Regions from separate parts of the Mus musculus genome. Here region 1 is linked to region 2. Evidence: chromatin contacts called from public Hi-C data. All regions are on one chromosome and are shown on one strand. The core of a region is the stretch at or near the end of the contact, and the rest is flanking DNA. Distances in the headings are between cores, read along the strand shown.

The links. A called contact is a pair of places that touch in the nucleus more often than the background predicts.
Region 1: a Hi-C map of the N1E-115 cell line shows a contact between it and region 2, with 4 times the contacts expected there. The contact joins two enhancer-like sites. A contact is called at or near these places in 1 of 39 promoter capture datasets (hippocampal neurons), 1 of 484 Hi-C or Micro-C datasets (the N1E-115 cell line) and 1 of 9 other capture datasets (embryonic trunk).

What each region holds. Positions count from the first base shown.
Region 1 is chr14:22,782,855-22,785,554 of GRCm38.p6, forward strand. The region is part of intron 5 of Lrmda (leucine rich melanocyte differentiation associated); the gene reads left to right. The region is part of intron 1 of Gm30926 (a long non-coding RNA gene); the gene reads right to left. Among named protein-coding and RNA genes, the nearest start is that of Gm30926, 17 kb to the right of the region's middle. Within about 2 kb of position 1,292, at least 60 of the 459 cell types and tissues checked have an H3K27ac peak or open chromatin away from gene starts, as enhancers often do. A contact at or near this core is called in the N1E-115 cell line, where this site is marked.
Region 2 is chr14:22,047,594-22,050,293 of GRCm38.p6, forward strand. The region is part of intron 2 of Lrmda (leucine rich melanocyte differentiation associated); the gene reads left to right. It overlaps Gm41107 (a long non-coding RNA gene), which reads left to right. Exons shown (of 2, transcript XR_874399.2): 2 at 1-2,700. Among named protein-coding and RNA genes, the nearest start is that of Gm41107, 18 kb to the left of the region's middle. Within about 2 kb of position 1,303, at least 15 of the 459 cell types and tissues checked have an H3K27ac peak or open chromatin away from gene starts, as enhancers often do. A contact at or near this core is called in the N1E-115 cell line, where this site is marked.

The DNA of each region.
Region 1 (2,700 bases), core at 42-2,541, 740 kb after region 2:
CCTATGATACTGAACCCATCACTAGCAAAGAAATTTAATGCAATGATTTCTCCAAAAGCCATCGAACCCCATTGTAGCCCTGCCTGAACATATAAATATACCCTTCCTGAGGACATATTTGCATTTTTGGGTGAAAGAAATCCATATATATGGCAAAGATGTCTCTGTAATTATAGAAAGTTTATTTCTGTCCCCAGATGTCAGCAATCAAATTCCCCATAAATATATTTTGTGTAAATCTGTCGGCAGCTGGTCTCCATTCAGTTTTCTGGAGATATTAGCCTGTCTTTGAGTTTATGACAAAGTTAAAAATTATTCATTAAACTGACCTGCAGTATATTCAGTAACTGGAAAATTGCCTTGCCGTTCTATTTGGTTTGTAGATGTGATCACAAGTAAATTTTTAACTTAATTAATTGGCCGTTTCTGTTGACAAGAAATTTATGTGGTAATAATTTGCTCGAAATAGATGCCGACTGTAGGAAATGAGATATCCATCATGGGCTTGTGTTCCAGCAGCTGCACAGTGGCTATTATGAAAGTATTTCAGCCTGCGTCGACCCCAGTGTTTGTGCAGTCAAGATTATATATACCCACGATCCATGGCCTGCCAGAGAGGCGCTGGTGGAGGTCTATGATAACAAAGACTCCGTGATTTATGGCTTGCTGTGAAAGCAGAGCTTGATGAGATTAAACAATTTCATAGCACAAGTGTTTCTCAAGACCTGATTTGTAGTTGCAAGCTGATGGTAAATCACATTTATATATCTGCAAGCGTGCTCAGCAGAGGACTGCAATTACAGTTTAAGACAGCTACTTTTTATTTAATTTTTATCCTGGTTTTGTCTCTTTTATATCCCCCTTCGTCTGCAAACCGTTCACCTTCACAAGTCCTTTCGTGGTTAGGAGGCCAAAGATTGAAGTCAGTGATCTTCTTCTTGTCCTCTTGCCAGCTGGGAGGGAGGGGGGGTGGAGTTCTCAGAGCAGTGCGGACTGGCTCAAACTGGCTTTGACTGGTGTGAGCTCTTTGTTCTATTCTGTGTCCTGTTTGCCTTCCTCAGGGTGTATAGCAGACACTTGTGCTACTTGGCACACAGATGGAGGCCAGAAGCCGTCCTCATCCTGGTTGGGAGGGCATCATCTTGTACATGATGTCTGGGAAAGATGGGGATTGCTTTCATTTTGGAAGTCAGAGTGCAGTGTAGTAGGGGAATGAGGAAGCTCACAGCTGGCTCCCCTTGAATGTGACATTGGAACTGTGCTTTTCATGCAGACCCCTGAGGACTAAACTCTGGAACCAGTCCACTTAGTCACTTAGTGATCTAAAAAAAATGATCTACTGTGGCCTCATCTCTGTGCTAAGTAAGCAATAGGACAAACATCTCTGCCTTCCTCACAATACATGGGTGTGTGTGTGTGTGGCTAATAATAATAATGACAATGATAATAACATAGTCTTAAATGGTTGGTGCTTACATTACTGGAGGTTGGAAGGGAAGAAAACAGCATCACTCCTAGCTGAGGAGGCAGAGAGAATGAACAAGGCAGGGACTTACAAAGTAGATTGTAATTTAAGTAGTGGGAAGAGAGTTCTGGACATTGCAATGGTTTGTATAGTCGAAGACGTGGGCTCAACTATGATAATTGTATCACTGGATAATTGTAACAACGGTATAATAATAGCAGTACACATTTCCAGTACATCATCTTACTTACTCTTGGAAACCCAGACCTTGAACATTCTTGTGATCTTTGATTCTCGAATGTTTTGTTGTCTTTCACCATGGAATGGTGAAACGAGCAAGAAAGCATTGTGCCTCTAGGCCATCAGTCAAAGCTCGAAGAGCTCTGGCTGTTCACATGGGCCTGGTATAAACACAGTCACTGGGTAGAGGGACTCAGAGAAAGTCACAGGGACAGGAGGTGATGCGATGAAGAGGGCTGAGATGGGAGTGCACTTTGATGATGGAAAGAAAGAAATGCAGGAGAGACAGGGCAGGGGCAACTCCAAGCATTTCTACTCCTCACAGCATCCAAAAGAAGCAGCTTGATTTCACCTACCAGGACCTGTTTACAAATGGCTAACATTCAAACAGTAAGTCTGTGCTCTTTTAAGACACAGAAGCCATGGCAGTGTGTACAGAAAACCTATACAAGAGCTAGCACATTTTACTGGGCTCCACATTGAGTCTGTAACTGATTTTAGTAGGATAGTGAAGGAGGTGTTTTTGATTTCTGTATTTTCCCAATTCTGTACTAGTTGCAAGGCTGGTAGTATTTCTGCCTATTTTGCTCACAAACCTCTAGTGCCTAGGACAAAACACAAGATGTACTCACATCCATTAGATACGAGTTCGGGGATTAAGTGAATGATTTCATTCTGTCTGTGGAATATGGTTGGCCATTCTCTTCAGGATTCAGCTTCTCCCAAGCCAGACTGCTTATGTCTGAACTGGCCATTTATGAGACACAAAGGAAGAAATGCCTCTCCATTTCTTATGGTCTAAAAACTTATAATATCTCAATGTAGTAAGGAGGTCATTAAAGCCTGGACTGAGAACCTCTAATAGATGTATACTAATGTGTGGCTAATTGTGGTATGTGTATACACATATGCATACATACATGTATGTTTTCATAGATTATATTTTGTCTTGGCAACAAGAAAGTGGGTGAATTTTATACAGAACTTTACCCCAT
Region 2 (2,700 bases), core at 53-2,552:
GGACTTCTTAGACGGGACTGTCCCAGATGGCTTCAACATCAAGCAATTATTCTGAGTGGAATAGATCCACAGCAAGGCCTGTAATTCTGCTAGTCCTGGGAGGACCTTTCCCAGGAAGGCCTCAAGCCCTCAAGGCTTGCCTATCCTTCCTTTCTCATTTCAGCTCGTCGTGACTCAGTACAAAGCTTACCCCTTTCAAGTCACAAAAGCACACAGTGAACCAGGGAGTTGTTGGGAGGATAGAGTTGGTATTTTTCTGAGGAAACTCTGGAAAACCCATTTTCTTTCTTCACTTTCCCCTCCCTCCCCTGAGTGTTCCCCTCCTTCTTTTCAGATTCTACGTGTGGCAGACATTTTCTGACTGACCCTTAAATTCTCTGTTTTGGAGGGGATTTTAATTTTGCTTTTAAAATTAAAACAAGGTTTACCTGATGCTGTTAAGGCGGGCCAGAGAGAAAGGGAGGGAAACAGACTTTCCAAGAGAGTTCACAAGCTGAACCAAAGGCCCTTTTCTACATTAGCCAGGATGCTTTTGCCACGTCGGGAGAGGGCTGTTTTATTTCACTGGAGGCCCAGGGTTCACAGAAGCAGGGTACCAGAGCACGGAGAGTGGGCATGTGTGGCTGCACACATCTCTTGTTCACCTTCTAAAAATGGGCAAGGCATGCACGTCCACCTCGTGTTTATCTACACACACATCTGTGCGCACAGACACAGGCCAGACCCGTGCGCAGACGTCCTTTGCTGAGCACACTGAAGGACATCAGAAGACCATTTTTTCCCCCAGTCCCTCTTTCTGCTTTTCACGGCCAGCTGTCATAGAGAGTCTGAAACAGACACACAATTTATTGGGTAGTGTTTAGAAACCTGTCGGTGGTAACGACTGTAGCTCTGATTTCAATTAACACCCACTAAATTTAGGCAAACTCCGCGCATGTGTGGACCTGTTGAATGCACTTTGCATCACGTTGCAAAAAAAATCTGTAGTGGCAATATTTTAGAAAAAGATGGAGCCTACGTGGTCAAGTGGCTTGTCTGTCCCTTCCCTGACCTGGCACCTGGTGGCAGCTCTTCTGTGTAATGCAGGCTTTGAGAGTCTGGTTTGGGTGTTTGCAAAACAACTTCTCAATTGCTGAGAGCCCAGCTAAAGTTTTAGCATCCAATCTGGCTTACGGAAATACTTCCTTACAGTTCATAATTCACCATTTCTCACGCCATGCTCAATCCCCTTTTCTGGCTATTTGGGTGAAAACAGCTGGGGAAGGGCCACATTTTATGATTAAGGCACTAAAAGATTAGCTGTAGGCGCTGCCCCATCTCTGGGGCTATGGAACTCTGGCTGCTGACAGCAGATCTGTTTTGAATCGGACTCAGATTAAAGTGAGTGAAAATCATTTGGGGGCTGAGGGCTCGAAAGGTCACACATGTAATGAATTGTGGGTGCTTGCCTGGCTTCCCAGGCGAGAACCGTAAGCAATTATTAAATGCCATTGTGTGTCAGGAAGGGTTGGTTGGTGGTGACTTTGAAGCCTTCCAGAAGGGAGCCTGGGAGATTGCAAGAAGTGGTAATGAGGCCTTCACCGAGAGGGACTTGGGGGGTGGGGTGCGTGTGCTGCAGCTCTACTTGGGCAGGAAAATTTTATTGCATTCTCATCTTTGGCTTGCTTGTATCTGTATCAATGAATGTAGCAACTGTGGAGGGATGGGTTTTGGGGGCAGGGTTTGTTGATGGTACCTTTCTCCTTTGCCTGGGTGAATTCCTTCCATGGCTCTCTGCTGGAGGACTAGGTGTTTTTGTCCCTGCCTTGAGCTGTCCTGCAAACGTTAATATGCACTTATCAACTACTTCTTTATTAAGGCCATCTCTACCTATCCTGGGCAGCTGTGGAGTTGTGCAGCTGTGAGGGACTGATAAGGTCTGAGGGTCATTCTCTCTTCCAGGCAAAGAGGTGTCTTGGCCTTGGTTGAACAAGGCTGTGTTCTGTTGTCCAATGTATTTAAATCCTGGCCCAATGTTTCTACCATATAAGTTCCTGGTTGAGAAACACACACACACTTTATATTTACAATAAGCCTTAAACAGCAAAATAGTTGGGCAGATACCACCCTTTGTGTTGTTGGAATGTATTTTCCTATCTATAACCCTGAGTTATTATTTACTGTGTTTCATCTGGGCTGCTCTTAACTCCAATTGGTCAGCCCTTAGAGCCAAGTTCTCTTGACTCCTACCCAATGGTGGCTTCTCTTCCTTTTCCTCCGCTGCTTCCCCCTCATGGTTCTCCTCTGACCTTAAACCTGGGCAACCTAAACCCCGCCTATGTCTCTTCTGCCCAGCTATTGGCTGTTGGCATCTTTATCTACCAATCAGAAATAACTTGGGGGCATGGTCTCAGGGACCACGTGCAGACTCCAGGTCTTTGGGGGCCGCACTTAGCATTATAATAGACAATAAACTCTCAATAGTGTCCACTTTCTGTTCTCCTTTGCTGATTTCAATCTCAGGTGGGGTAGCCTGGTACTGTGGAAAGCTTCCAGAAAATTCCATCCTAGAAAGGGGTTCCCACGGAATGACCCCTTTGACTCACTTAGAAGCCATTCTCTCAGGAGTCCCTGTTTTAGCTTGTGCAAAACCTTGATGTAAATCTCAGAAAGTAAAAGGGGAGGTAGGAGGCTGGAGACCTAAAAGATTCCCTTTACTTG